2 separate regions of the Oryctolagus cuniculus genome follow, and region 1 is linked to region 2. A link is a contact called in public Hi-C data. All regions are on one chromosome and are shown on one strand. The core of a region is the stretch at or near the end of the contact, and the rest is flanking DNA. Distances in the headings are between cores, read along the strand shown.

The links. A called contact is a pair of places that touch in the nucleus more often than the background predicts.
Region 1: a contact with region 2 is called in a Hi-C map of an unstated tissue, with 2.0 times the contacts expected there. The contact joins the promoter of TCAIM here to the promoter of LOC100342447 in region 2. A contact is called at or near these places in 2 of 6 Hi-C or Micro-C datasets (psoas muscle and an unstated tissue).

What each region holds. Positions count from the first base shown.
Region 1 is chr10:112,076,703-112,084,423 of mOryCun1.1, reverse strand. It overlaps TCAIM (T cell activation inhibitor, mitochondrial), which reads left to right and starts at 5,567. Exons shown (of 11, transcript XM_070051044.1): 1 at 5,567-5,759. The coding sequence starts at 5,567. It overlaps LOC103349176 (a long non-coding RNA gene), which reads right to left and starts at 5,356. Exons shown (of 7, transcript XR_007921945.2): 1 at 5,221-5,356.
Region 2 is chr10:111,939,017-111,946,510 of mOryCun1.1, reverse strand. LOC100342447 (zinc finger protein with KRAB and SCAN domains 7-like) reads left to right here and starts at 1,378. Exons shown (of 3, transcript XM_070051041.1): 1 at 1,378-2,441; 2 at 5,593-6,584; 3 at 6,946-7,494. The coding sequence starts at 2,282. The coding sequence ends at 7,464. The region is part of intron 1 of LOC100344656 (kinesin-like protein KIF9); the gene reads left to right. The region is part of intron 1 of LOC138844136 (a long non-coding RNA gene); the gene reads right to left.

The sequences.
Region 1 (7,721 bases), core at 4,318-6,817, 130 kb before region 2:
GGGGAAGCCATTGTAATCCATAAGCTGTATTTTGGAAATTTATATTCATTAAATAAAAGATAAAAAAATCGTGTCTGTATTGAAAATGAACAATTTTTTGTTATTATTCACTGGATAGTGTAACAACTATCCACATATCATTTATAAGGATATGCACAGGTTATATACAGATGCTATGCTATTTAATAGAAGTTAGATAAGGCATCTGCAATTTTTGGTATTCACTCAAGGTCTGGTACCAATCCCCTGATTAAGGACAACTGTACTTGATTTGGAGCTTAAAGACAATTTTTCATGAAAGCAATATTAAGCCTATGGTACTTCCACCTTTGTTTTTTATGTTTTGGGGGGAGGAGGTTGCTTCAATATTTCTTGCACTTTTACTGCGATAATTCTCCCAGAGCTGAAATGTGTTGGGGGCAAGAGGGACGCTAACGATTGTGTCTTTCCTTTTTGGCTTCCCCCTTCAATCAAATGAGAATGTTTTTCGTCTCATATTTTATTTCAGGGGGGAAATAATATTAGTGAATTTCTACTTAATTTGTTATTTTTTATTTTCCTCTTCTGATCAGAAAAGTGAAATCAAAATGTAAATTATACCTACCTATAGCAAAGCGAGTTAACAGTTTGTTGCTCTTGGCAGTAATCTAAGGAGGTGCGAATACCTAGTGGCTGGAAATCCAAAGCCTGGAGCCAGAAGGCAATGCCCCAGGCTGGCTTAGAGAGATGAGTGCTTATCCCCTCATTTGTGGCATTGGAGTAACTGGACTTAATTTCAAAGGTAGTGAAAGTCAGGCAAAAATGAGATAAAACCTGTATTTGTTTAGCACCTGGCACAAGATAGTTCCTCAAAGCTTAGCCATCATCTACATTTGAAAGACTTCTTGGGGACCATCTGCAGTCCTGGCATCCCACATGAGCACTGGTTTGAGTCCCAGCTGCTCCATTTCTGATCCAACTTTCTGCTAATGGCCAGGGAAAGCAGCAGAAAATGATCCAAGTCCTTGGACCCATGCACCCTCATGAGAGACCCAGAAGAAGCTCCTGGCTTCTGGCTTCAGCTCAGCCCAGCTCCGGCTGTTGCAGCCATTTGGGGAGCGAACCAGCGGATGGAAGATCTGTGTGTGTGTGTGTGTGTGTGTGTGTGTGTATAACTCTGCCTTTCAAATAAATAACTTTTTTTAAGATATAGATTTATTTACTTATTTATTTATTTTTGAAAGTCAGAGTTACGCAGAGAGAAAAGGAGAGGCAGAGGGAGAGAAAGAAAGGTCTTCCATCTGCTGGTTCACTCTCCAGTTGGCTGCAACAGTCAGAGCTGCACTGATCTGAAGCCAGGAGCCAGGAGTAGGAGATTCTTCCAGGTCTCCCACACAGGTACAGTGGCCCAAGGACTTGAGCCATATTCCAATACATTCTCAGGCCATAGAAGAGTACAGGGTAGGAAATAGAGCAGCTGGGACATGAACCAGCACCCATTTGGGATGCCAGCACCGCAGGCGGTGGCCTTACCCACTATGCCACAATGCCAGCCCCTCAAATAAATAAATCTTTAAAAAAGAAATATTTCTTGAAGAAATTTGTCTTAAGCATTTTTAAAAGATTGATTTTAGGGGCCAGCACCATGCAGCAGGTTAATCCTCCGTCTGTGGCACCAGCATCCCATATGGACGCCAGTTCTATTTCCGGCTGCTCCTCTTCCAATCCAGCTCTCTGCTGTGGCCTGGGAAAGCAGCAGAAGATGGCCCAAGTCCTGGGGCCCCTGCACCCACATGGGAGACAGGGAAGAAGCACCTGGCTCCTGGCTTTAGATCAGCACAGCTCCAGCCATTGTGGCCACCTAGGGAGAACCAACGGACGGAAGACCTTTCTCCCTGTCTCTCCCTCTCACTGTCTGTAACTCTATCTCTCCAGTAAATAAATAAAATCTTTAAAAATAAAAAAAGATTTATTTTATTTACTTTGAAAGGCAGAATAACAGAGAGACAGAGAGAGGAAGAGACAGATCAATGTTCCATCTCCTGGTTCACTCCCAAACATCTTCAACAGCCATGGCTGGGCCAGGCTGAAGCCCAGAGCCTGGAACTCTTGTCTGGGATGGACCAACATCCATGGTCTTCCAGGCCCATTAGCAGGAAGCTGGACAGGAGGTGGAGCAGCCAGAACTCAAAACCAGCAGATATGCAACGTGGCATGACAAGCAGTAGCTTCATCACTCTGCCACAACACCAGGCCCATCCTAAAATGTTTTAAACAAATTTTACATATTTAAATTGGTTTTAAAAATATGACAATATAATGCTGCCTGTATACAATTTGGATATCCCAAGAGTTTTAAAGATTTTCCTTGGGGCCGGCGCTGTGGCACAGTGGGTTAAATCCCTGGACTGAAGCACCAGCATCCCATATGGGTGCTGGTTCAAATCCCAGCCGCTCCTCTTCTGATTCAGGTTTCTGCTATGGCCTGGGATAGCAGATGGCCCGTCCTTGTGCCCCTGCACACACATTGGAGACCCGGAAGAAGCTCCTGGCTCTTGGCTTCGGATCGGCACAGCTCCGGCCGTTTCGGCCATTTGGGGAGTGAATCAGCAGATGGAAGACCTCTCTCTCTCTCTCTGTCTCTACCTCTCTAATTCTGTCTTTCAAATAAATAAAATAAATCTAAAAAAATTTTAAAAATATTTCCCAATTTATCACCCCTAATAAGCACCTAAATAGGTTAAAAGTTAAACCTCTCCTCTTGAAAAGTGAAGTCTTTAGAACATGCATTGGTGAGCATAGCTACAACATGCTAAACACCTACAGGATGGAAATGTCTTTGATCATTAGTATTCTGCACCATGCCAATCTTACTGTAGGAACAGTAAACAGTGCATGAAGTGGAATGGCGCTAAAAGCACTGCACTCAAACACTGCAGTTAACTATTGGACAGAGGTCAATTCTTCACATTATAATTTATATTATTTCTACGTTTTGGATTCATAATTCAATATAGGGAATAACAATTAACATATATAGTTGTTGTTAGATCTATTCAAACAAAACCTAAGTAGCTATTCTGGTTTTTTGGTTACTGTGAAATTATGCTGTGCTTATTATGACCTGAAATAAAAGCTATTTGCAAAATGCTCAGAAGTCACTTTGCAGTGTTTTTTTATATTTTTATTTCATATTTGATGCTTCAAAAGCATTTTACAAAGAGCACTGCTAGACATACAGGATAAGCTCACTGCCATTTAGTGTAATAAACCTGTCTCTTTATGTGAAGAATTATTCTGTAAAGTAAACACAAGTATTGATCACCTAGGTGTATTTTGGAAGTCTAGGTTTTTACTTGTTAGGATCTTTGCAAAGTTTGACCTGTTATTTGATTTGTGCTCTTTCATTGGGTCGCTACCCACCATTGGAGTGAAAATTTATACAAAAATTTCCTCTGATTTCTTCTTATTCATATGAGATTGAAATGCTTTCAGTTTTAGATTTTACTGAAATCTTCCTGGTATCTATCTAATACCAGTAGTATTCAAAGTCCTGGGACTTTGACACAGATGCTACAGATAGTTTTGAAAATGCTTGTTTAGAGCCGGCGCCATGGCTCAATAGGCTAATCCTCCACCTTGCAGCGCCGGCACACCGGGTTCTAGTCCCAGTCGGGGTGCCGGATTCTGTCCCGGTTGCCCCTCTTCCAGGCCAGCTCTCTGCTGTGGCCCAGGAGTGCAGGGGAGGATGGCCTAAGTGCTTGGGCCCTGCACCCCATGGGAGACCAGGAGAAGCACCTGGCTCCTGCCTTCGGGTCAGCGCGGTATGCCAGGCACAGTGCGCCGGCCGCGGCGGACATTGGAGGGTGAACCAACAGCAAAGGAAGACCTTCCTCTGTGTGTCTCTCTCTCACTGTCCACTCTGCCCGTCAAAAAAAAAAAAAATGCTTGTTTAGGAGAGAACTTTACCTGGGGCTGTGCCACAGTGGGTTAAGCAGCTGCCTGTGACACCAGCATCGAATATGGGCACCAGCTGGAGTCCTGGCTTCTCCATTTCCTCTCCATCTCCGTTAATGTGCTTGGGAAGGTAGCGCAAGATGGCCCAAGTGCTTGGGACCTTGCCACTCATGAGGGAGGACCCAGAATATCTTAGGTTCCTGGCTTTGGCCTGGCCCAGCCCCAGCCATTGAGGTCATTTGTGGAGTGAACAAGCAGTTGGATGATGATGGTGTGTGTGTGTGTGTGTGTGTGTATTTGTGTTTAATTCTGCCTTTCAAGTAAATAAATAAATATTTTAAAAAAAAACCTGCATTCTGAATGCAGATCATGGCTCCCCACACCTGGGCTAGGATATAAATGTTTTATGTACTTATATAGTTCTCTATATTTTAAATATTTTTATGTGTGTTGCAAACTTTTAACATTTAAATTATGAATGAGACCTGGGACTAGCGCTGTGGTATAGCAGCAGGTAAAGCCGCTGCCTGCAGTGCCAGCATCCCATATGGGTGCCGACTCGAGTCCCAGCTGCTCGACTTCCCATCCAGTTCTCTGCCGTGGCCTGGGGAAGCAGTGGCAGATGGCCCTGGTCCTCGGGCTCCTGCACCCACATGGGAGACCCAGAAGAAACTCCTGGCTCCTGGCTTCAGATCAGCTCAGTTCCAGCCGTTGTGGCCATCTAGGGAGTGAACCAGCAGACAGAAGACAGCTCGCTCGCTCGCTCTGCCTCTCTGTAACTCTTTGAAATAAATAAATAAAACTTAAAAAAAAAAAAAAGATGAGAATGAGACCTACTTGAGACTTGAAATCAAACAAGTTATTAGCATTCAATAAACATTTTAGTGACTGCAAGGATGTTACATGTTCAGAGAAGGATTTTCTTTAGGTACCATCCTTTCTTGTGTTTAAGCAGCACCTAAAAAGTCTTTATCCTTGGTCAATCCAAAAGCTCTAAGAACCATGTCTGCAGGGGAAATACGTGGTAGTTTATTCGAGTCAATCTGGCATACTGTTGAAAATAACATCAACAACTTCGTTTCTATATTTTAAAACACTGTTCTTAAGTGCATAAACACTGTCACATAGACGTTGGCCTGGAATCATACATACGGGTCCTTCCTTGCCAAGCTACCTTAGGAAGCCAAACTCCTTTTCCGAAGTCACCGTCATAATCTGCCGCACATTCTCCAAGGCAGTAAGCCTCGCCCTTAATTTGATCTTTAAGCCAGAATTTAAAATCACCTAGGAAAAGACCGGGCGGCCTCCGGGCGCTGAGGCGGGAGCTCCGGCACGGGTACAACCGGGCGGCGGTAACCGCCCTGACTGAAACGGGCACCGGGCCAGAAAGGCTGACTGACAAGCGGAGGGTCGTGGCGAGCTGCGCGGCGCCTGGCACTCCTCCAAGGGCTATCGGAGACCCTCAGACCGGGCGCCAGGAAGCAGCAGCGCCCACGGAGACGCCAGCGCTAGATTTCAGAACGGGGCTGAGCGGGCCTGGACCTCCCTCCTGTGAGGAGAACCCACGGCGCGCCGCGGCCGCGCCCCCGCCCGGGACACTCGGCGGGGGACGGCCAGGGACTGCCGGCGCATGCGCGCGCCCGCCAGGCTCCGGCGCGCGCTCGGTCGTCCTCCGTCCCCGGGCCTCCCAGCGACCCTCGGGCCGGCCTTCCCCACCTGCGGAGCAGGGATTTTTCCAGCTCCCTCCGGCCTCATTCCGCGTCATCTCGGGAGTGCTAGTTCGCGCTTCCGAAAGCCTCCCGCGGAGCCCCTCAGGGCGGCCGGTAAGAGGGCGGAGAGGCAAGGCGGTGGGGGGGAGGGGTGCGGGGGCGTCCCCAGGGCGCCGGCGTCGGCGCCGGGCAGGAGCAGCGGGCGGTTGAACCCGCGCCTCCGGCTGCGCGCAGGCGCCTTGGGAAGAGGCCGGGCCCGCTCCGGCCAATGAGAGCGCGGCCTGCGGCCCGCCCCTTGTCCGGGCTCACCTCGGGCGAGCGGCGCGTGCACTGCTGAGGTGTCGAGGTGGGGGCCGGACCCGCGCTGCCGGCGGAAGTGGCTCCGAGGGCGCGCGTGCGCATGCGCATGCCCCGTGCTGCGGGAGCCGCGGCGTTCCCCGGGTTGGTGCGGGGTGGGCGCTGGCCGAGGGCGCTTGCGGGAGCTGTGAGGCGCAGCCGGGGAGGGGTCGCAGGAGGGCGCCCGGGGCTGGATGCGCCGGCGGCCCGGGCGGCCGTGTCGCGTCGCTTTGAACTCGCCTTGAAATGACGCAAAGGCGCTTTCGGTTTTGTCGTAGCCTACTGTGGTGTTTCCGAAAGCCCGTTAGGATTTAAATCTCAGAATGAAGATATTTAAGAAAGAAAGCTACCGCGTTCCCGTGGGTTGATCTCATGTAAAAATGGAGGAAAGCTACCTGCCCTTGTCCCTCCTTTGTGGAGCAAACATAGAAGCCGCGTGAGACGGGCACTGCCGTGGTCGCCGTCTGATGAGCGAAGCCCGAGATCGACTTTGTCAAGTTTCTTTCCACTAAAGACTCCACATGGCCAGAGCTCCGTCCTGGGCCCACGACTTGGCAAAGGCTTGGTGGCGGCAAAACAGCGTTCTTATTTACGCGCTCCCCTTGTGTAGACTTCTCACCGATTTAGAGAGCAAACCTAATTTGGTTTGAAACTCCACAAGAGATTTAATGCCTCATTTACCATATTAGTATGGTTCCATCAGAAATCTTTATTTGATGAAGTCGAAGCCAGTATGACCGTTAAGTGTATTAAAGTTGTCATTACCGGTGATTTGTGAGTTACTTCCTTCATCTTCCGTCTCTGGTCCAGGGAGGACACCATCTCCTCCCCCACACCCCCACTCTAGGTTTGGCATCTGGGAGTTTCCCATAATACTCTGTGCATGTCTGAATCATTGCATTTCCTCCAGTGTTTTATGATTATCTTGTGTGTCTCTGTTTCCACTGCTCCTTCTCTATCTCCAAGACTGTAAGCTTTTTGAGGGCTGGAACTAAGGATTTTGTATTCCCGGTGCTTTATATAGGAATTTGAGTTAGTGTTCCATAAAGGCCTCCTGATGATTGCCTGAATTAGCACTGGATGCTTCCCCCATCAGATAAGCCACTGCAACCTCCTTGGTTAGTTGGTAGCATGCCTGATGCCTTTTCCAAATGGGATACCGGGCAGAGTGGAATGAAGACAGGAACCACTCAAGAAAGAATTTGAAGACAGGAAGCCTGCAAGTTGATGTGGGCGGCCCAGGCTTTTGAAGCTGGTGTCACTAACAGATGAGTGTGTCCTGCTCCACCCTGAAGCAGTCTCCTAGATCTGCCAGTTGTGATTTGAGTTTCTGTGTAGCTAGTCCTGTAAGAGGAAGCACGTTAGAGCTGAACCTTGTAGTCTTCATCGCAGCTGGATTCCCCAAAGTGAAGTTGAGGTTCTGTGATCAGCCAGGGCCCTCTGGTTTAGTTTTCCCAGAGCCTGCTTGTTCCTTGAACAGGCTCCTCTAGGTGGATATAAAGAATTGCCGAGCCCTTTGAGTTCTGAACTGAGAGCGTTGGGCTCTTGATCTTGCAAAGCGGAGCACTAACCCAGGATCAGCACCGCAGAAGCCCAGCAGCCAAGCCACTGGGCTGCGGGCTCTGACGATGTCTTTGCTTACTTAGTTAGGTGTATTTCATTCTCAGAAGAAGGTAAACCGCACAGGAAACAACTGTGTCAAACAAAAACTTAAAAGTCTTCATTTGATTTTTACCATCC
Region 2 (7,494 bases), core at 129-2,628:
TTCTTAGGAAGCTGTACTGTTTCTCTCCTGTAGGCAGCTGCTAGGGCTGGAAGGACACTCTGACTCTTCTTTTCCATGGTTTGCTTTCTGGAGGAGGCTTCTTAGAGATTTGGGCTCAGCATCTTCAAGGATGCTATTTGGACCCAATTGTATTTCGATCTCTAGGTTTCAGCACCAATACAGGACCAGGAAGTGGAAGTGGAGGAGATGACAGCTCTTGGTACAGCAGAGGAATCTCATATCTCACCCTGCAGTGGGGGCTTATCCTCTGGAGCCCACCTGCAGCCTCATGACCCAGGGGCACACCACCACCCAACCACAATAGGCACTTGGTACTCATCTCCCGAACCGTGGCCTCAAATCATGCTTCCCTTATCTACTCAGGAGTCTCCTTCATCTGTCCATCTCCCACCTATTGGAATCCCTCTTGCCCTGCCATCTGTTTGTCTTCCCTAGTGATTTTTGTCTGTTCCTTCTTCAGTCATGTAGTTAGCAATTTTCTGTCAAGTCCATGTCATGGGAAATGCATTGCTGGGGACCGAAGAAATACAGTATACTCTCACTGCTTTCAAAGAGCTTGTTATCTTGTGGTAGGGAATTATTCATACATGTAAGAGGCCATCTCACAGGATACATATGAGTGACATCTGTCCTCAGGGATATGACCCCATCACATGTGAGCAATGTGGGTGTTGTAAAAGATGATCACTGGGTAAAAAGCAAGATCTCTGTGTGCTGCAGCAGGAAGGAGGTGCTTCATGGAGGAAGTAGCTGTGGGTGTTCAATGAAAAATGACAGAGGATTCTGAAGGAGCTAGAAAAGTGAAAAGTGTGCCATTTGCGAGGATATAAGCAAAAACTTCATATTGGGGTTTTCTTGAGCCCCTCCTAAGGTAGGCTCTGGAAGGGTTCTATTTGTGCAGGGCCTTTGAGGTTGAAGCCAGGAAGACGTTGGTGATCGGAGAGTGATATGTTAGTATGTAAGGAAGTTCACTCTGGTGAGCATTATGGATAGAAGAGGCTGTGGTAGTAGAAAGATGAGAGGTAGTTGCTGGCTGAATGGAAAAGTGTAGATGTGAAAAACACTATGATGGAAGGGTCCATAGGACTTGGGTTCCCAACAAAAGGAAGTGGGGTGGGTATTTGGCTTACCAGATAAAATGCCTCTTTCCAGCAACACAGTCCTTGGATTTGATCCCCAGCTCTGACTCCTGACTCCAGCTTCCCACTAACGCAGCCTCTTGGAGACCCCAGTGATGGCTTAAGTAATTGGTCTACATGTAAGACCTGAATTAAGTACCTGGTCCCTCCCAGCTTCAGCCTGGCCTAGCCCCAGCCCTTCTTTTCTCTCTCTCTCTCTCCCTCAAATAAATAAATAAATAAATAAATGGAGAGGAGGAAGAATGAAGAGTTTGGGTGTATGATAAAGTCATTTGACAGAATTTTGCAAATCAGTAAAGGAACAGAAAAAAATGAAATGTCTCATAGGCAACCAAAAGTGTGTGATAGGTGTGTCGTGTGGAGGGGAGAAGTGAGAACTATGAGAGAAGTGAGAAAGTCAGTGAGATCATTGACAGAAGGAAGCACCAGGGACTGGACTTCTAAGAGTGTCCATAGTGAGGACAGGAGCAGGAAGAAAGATGAGCTGTGAGGTGGAAAACAGGCTTGTGGTAGTTGCTGGGGAGGCCATGGGGAGAGAATGTGGTCAGAAGTGCAGTTTGCTTCAGAGAGGCTGAAGAGAATGAGCGCTGGGAGGAAGACTTTCTACTGAGCCCTCCAGGGAAAATTCACAGCACTCTTGGGATTATACCTTCTGGAAGAAGGAGAAGAGTCAGTGTGTGTGGAGCTCCCTGGGGTCTGTTGACTAAACTCAGTGGGAATATAGATCTTACCGCGGTGAGGGTGGGGCTTCTCCTGATCACAGCCTTCTTCCCTCTCTCAGTTCAGCTTGCTTCCCCAAGCAGGGAACTCAGGAGACCAAGCAGTGGCCACTGTGCTTTAGATGGTCAGGCCCCAGGCCTGCGTGGCTCTGTTTTCCCAAGTTCCTATGTTGTAGTCCAAGAATGGCTAGAGCTCACCCCCAGGGCCCTTCCCCTCTGAGACAGCACCTGTGGGTCTCCTGACTGCTTTCCCTGGAGCTGGGTTCCTACTTGTAGTTAGTGGACTCTGCTGCCCTGGACTTGTCCTATGGGATGGATCATCCTAGCTCCCTTTCCCCACCGTTTGGCCCACCAAGAGTTTGAACGCTCTGTATCTCTGATGCCTCTGCTCTTACACTGGGGATGTTCCCACGCAATAGAAGCTTGTCATCCCAGGAGACTGCAGTGTCTGAGGACCTGTCTGTGGACTCCAGTCAGGAGAACTGGAGAGGTCCAGCCCTCAGTCAGAGGGCCCCGCACCAGAACATGAAGCCAGAAAATCGCCATGACACGGCCTTGCTGTGTAATGGCTCTCTTTCCCAGTTGCCTGGAGTCTGCACTGTGTGCATTTTCTTTGCTGTATTCGTATTCGAACTTTTTATTATGAAGATTTCCAAATGTGGGTGAAGTAGCAGAGTGAATTCTGCATCCATTACTCAGTTTAGCATTCTCTTTACTTCATGATTGACAGGGTGTTTTTTTAAGTTCTGAGGAATAGGGAATCACTCAAGTTAGGATGAGTAAGGAGCTAGCTATGTGTTGTTGACTTAAAGGAATAGGAACCCAGAACAAACTAATGAACTAATGGACAGAGGTCTTCATGGAGATTAGGCCTTGACCTAAGGCAGCCTAAGAGCCTCACAGAAAAACCAAATGTTCCAGTGTGAATGAAGTACAACTGTTTACAAGTTTTCTGTCTCCTCTCACTGCTACCCATTTCTTCACTGAATCTTTTGTTAAATTACCATAGCTCTTCCTACTTATTTAGATTTTCTGATCCTTCATATTTGCTTGCTATGGGTCTTAATACCTTGAATTGGCTGCATGCATCATTTTAGGTTATACTCTGCCTCATAACTGACTTAATTTTAATTTTGCCTTACTTCCTATTCCAAACTTTATTAGAAAAGGCTTCTGGTTGATACAGCGATTGTATATCACCTGTTTAGGCAGTCTGTTGGCCCAGGCCACAGCAAAAATTAATGACTGCACTGTAGTTGAACTACACTTCCATCTATTTTCTGACTTTAAAGATTTATTTATTTATTTGAAAGTCAGAGTCCACGGAGAAAGAGATCCATCTGCTGGTTCACTGCCGGAATGGCCAAGGCTGGGCCAGGCCAAAGCCAGGAGTCAGGAGCTTCTTAACAATTCTCATACGTGCGTGCAGGGGCCGAAGAACTCGGCCCATCCTTCACTGCTTTCCTAGGCACATTAACAGGGAACTGGATTGGAAGTGGAACAGCCGGGACTGAACTGTCACCCATATGGGATGCAGGCGGCAGATCTACCTGATAAGCCACAATGCCAGCCCCCATCTTTAACATTCTATATACTAAGTGGCCGGTTGACTATAGCCCTGGTTAAGATATGATTGAAAGGAAACAGCATGTTAGGAACCAATCCTGACCACAATATTTCTCCCTTCTCCCATATTTTGTATTCAAAACCAGAATTTAAGGTGAATGTTAAGTTATCTTTCTAGAGAACCAAGATCCCATATGTCGCTCCCCCATTCACAGAGGAACGACACTAAACCCTGCGCTGTTCTTTTTGTCTGCTCGGCCCTTCCCAGGTTTGCTGCTGGTCCTTCCCGGGTTGGCTGCCATCCCTCCACCTCCGTGGAGGGGCGGGCCCCCCTGCCACTTTCCCCACTTCTGCAGGGGAGCGGCACACTGCCAGCCGGCTCTCTCGGGGGCTGCTCAGATGTTCCTCAGGTGTTCCTCTTAGATGTTCCTGGTGCATGTTGTCTCTCTCCTCCTTTATAGTCCTCTTCCACCAATCCCAACTCTGCTACCCACACGCTGAGTACGCTGCTCTCCTGCAATCAGGAGCAGGATCAGCTCCTGCAGGTTACTGGTCGAACTGGAGGCAGCTGTGTAAAAGTTGTTTACTCCTCTCCCAGCGCCATATTGTGGGAGAGCAGATGCATAGAATAAGTCTTAATTCCAGTAACTTAGTCTAGTCCGAGTTGCTCCCCACACCATAAAGATATTTTAATTCATATTTCAAATTATTGCTGCCTTTCTTGTTATATGATAATAAATCCTTTTCTTGTCAGTCCAGTGCTCTGGGGACCAGTGGTATTCCCACTTTTGGACCTCCTCTTCTGCCCCCTTTAACATGGGTCCCCAGCATTTCTGATCCTATAGCATCTCTAAATTTCGTCACTGTCGTGTCATATAAGATCTCTTCTTTTTGTGCACTTTCCTATCCATATTCTCTTTACATAGACTTCCCATCAACTCACTCCCATCTTTATTCCTCTCACTTTTTCATATTTGGCTTAAGATATTTGCCACTCTTGTATCTTGCAACATGTTGTCTGTAAAGCAGGAAACCACACAGCATCATGGTTGGAAAGGAACTTAGAGATCCTTAGTTTACTAAGGAGACTTGGCATTACAGTGACTTCTTTAAGATCATCACATGCTTTTTTTTTTTTTTTTTTTTTTTTTTTTTTTTTTGACAGGCAGAGTGGACAGTGTGAGAGAGAGAAACAGAAAGGTCTTCCTTTTCCGTTGGTTCACCCCCCATTGGCCACTGCGGCCGGTGCACTGCGGCTGGCGCACTGAGCTGATCTGAAGCCAGGAGCCAGGTGCTTCTCCTGATCTCCCATGCAGGCGCAGGGCCCAAGGACTTGGGCCATCCTCCACTGCACTCCCAGGCCACAGCAGAGAGCTGGACTGGAAGAGGAGCAACTGGAACAGAATCCGGTGCCCCGACCAGGACTAGAACACAGGGTACCGGCGCCGCAGGTGGAGGTTTAGCCTAGTGAGCCACGGCGCCAGCCATGTCATGCTTTTCAGTCCTGGAGACTACTTTCCAGTTACCATTTTCACTTTTTAAGAAAGAGTTATTTCAAAGGCAGAGTTAGAAAACGTCAGATATCTTCCATCCGCTGGTTCACTCCCCCAAATGGCTACAATGGCCAAAGCTGGGCAAATCCAAAGCTGGGAGCCAGAGGCTTCTTCTGGGTTTCCCATGTGGGTATAGGGCCCAAAGTACTTGGGCTGTCCTCTACTGCTTTACCAGGTGCATTAGCACAGAGCTGGATTGGAAATGGAGCACCCTGGACTTGAACCAGCACCCATATGGGATGCTGGTGCCACAGGTAGCAGTTTTACCCACTAGGCCACAGTGCCATCCCCATCATTGTCACTTGACTGTGCTGGCTTAACCTTTGTCTCACTGTCATTTTTTCACCTTCCACTGTCTTCCTGACCGTCTTTCTTGTCATCCTGCTGGCCATCTTCTCTCCCCTTATTTTTCTGTACCTTAATTAAAAATTGAGACACTTCTATTTCCTGTCTTGTTCTCTGTACTATGTCATTCCTTAACCTTCGGGAAGCTTTTGTGACTTTTCTTCAGGTCCATGGGATCTTCATGATTCTTTCTGATCCCTCAACAGCACAAGAAATGAGTAAAAGTTGTTTTCTTCTTTCTTTTGGCAGCAGGTAGGAACGTGGAAGAGAGTTCAGAACTGACTCCAGAGCAGGACCTATCTAAAGGATTGGAGTCATCTGATAGGATGTCAGGGGGACTGTTTGGGGTAGTTCCTGGGGGATCAGAACCTGGAGCTGTCTGTGGAGATACTTTAGAGAAGCTAGAAGGGCAGCCTTCAAGTGAAGAAGGGAGCAGACTGCAAAGTGACTTCTTCAAAATAAGACACAAAGATAAGGAAAAATCCACAAAAGATACATGTGAGGATTATAAGGAAGCAGAGGAACATCAAGGAGGCCTGAAGGGACAGAAGTTCTACCAGTGTAATGAATGTGGCAAATTCTTTAGTTGGCGTTCCCACCTCATTGGCCACCAGAGAATCCACTCGGGAGAGAAACCCTATGCGTGTAGTGAGTGTGGGAAGACCTTCAGGCAGAGCTCTCAGCTCATTGTTCACCTCAGAACCCACACAGGGGAAAAACCCTATGAATGCCGGGAGTGCGGGAAGACCTATCGGCACAGCTCCCATCTCATTCAGCACCAGAGACTCCACAATGGGGAGAAACCTTATAAATGTAGTGAATGTGCAAAAGCCTTTAATCAGAGTTCCAAACTCTTGGATCATCAGAGGACCCATACCGGAGAGAAACCTTATGAATGCAAGGAGTGTGGAGCAGCTTTTGGTCGTGGTAAAAATCTTGTGCGACACCAAGTCCTTCACACTGGTAAGAAACCTTACAAGTGTAATGAGTGTGGGAAGGCTTTTTGTTCCAGCAGAAATCTTACTGACCATCAAAGAATCCACACCGGGGAGAAGCCTTATCAGTGTAATGAGTGTGGCAAGGCCTTCAGTCGGAGCAAATGTCTCATTCGTCACCAGAGCCTCCATGCTGGGGATCGACCATACACATGTAGTGAATGTGGCAAAGCCTTCAGTCAGATCTCTCAGCCTGTTGTCCATGAGTGAATGCATACTGGAGAAAAACCTTTTGAGGCTGGCGCCGCAGCTCACTAGGCTAATCCTCCTCCTTGCGGCACCTGCACACCAGGTTCTAGTCCCGGTCAGGGCGCCGGATTCTGTCCTGGTTGCCCCTCTTCCAGGCCAGCTCTCTGCTGTGGCCAGGGAGTGCAGTGGAGGATGGCCCAAGTACTTGGGCCCTGCACCCCATGGGAGACCAGGATAAATACCTGGCTCCTGCCATTGGATCAGCGCGATGCGCCAGCCACAGCGCGCCAGCCGTGGCGGCTATTGGAGGGTGAACCAACGGCAAAAGGAAGACCTTTCTCTCTCTCTCTCTCTCTCTCTCACTGTCCACTCTGCCTGTCAAAAAATAAAAAAAAAAATACCTTTTGAATGTGGCAAGTGTGGGAAGGCATTCAATCTGAGTAAATGCCTTATTCGGCACCAGAGACTTCACTCAGGTGAAAAGCCCTATAAATGCAGGGAGTGTGGAAAATCCTTCAATTAGAACTCTCACCTCATCATACACCAGAGAATTCACACTGGTGAGAAGCCCTATGAATGTAAGGAGTGTGGGAAGGTCTTCAGTTATAGCTCCAGCCTTATTGTACATCAGAGAACTCATACCGGGGAAAAGCCTTATAAGTGCAATGATTGTGGGAAAGCATTTAGTGACAACTCACAGTTTATTGTACACCAGAGAGTTCACACTGGAGAGAAACCCTATGAATGTATTGAGTGTGGGAAAGCCTTCAGTCAGCGTTCCACCTTTAATTATCACCAGCGAACTCACACTGGAGAGAAACTCTCAGGTCTGGCTCAGTCTCTTCTTAAGGTCTGGTTCTCTGCCAAGTACAAGGAACTTTATGATGTTTTTCTAGGAAGAAGGATGCTCACTGCCGTCTTCTCCTGGAAGTACTAATCAAAGCTTGGCCTTCCCTAGCTGCTTTCC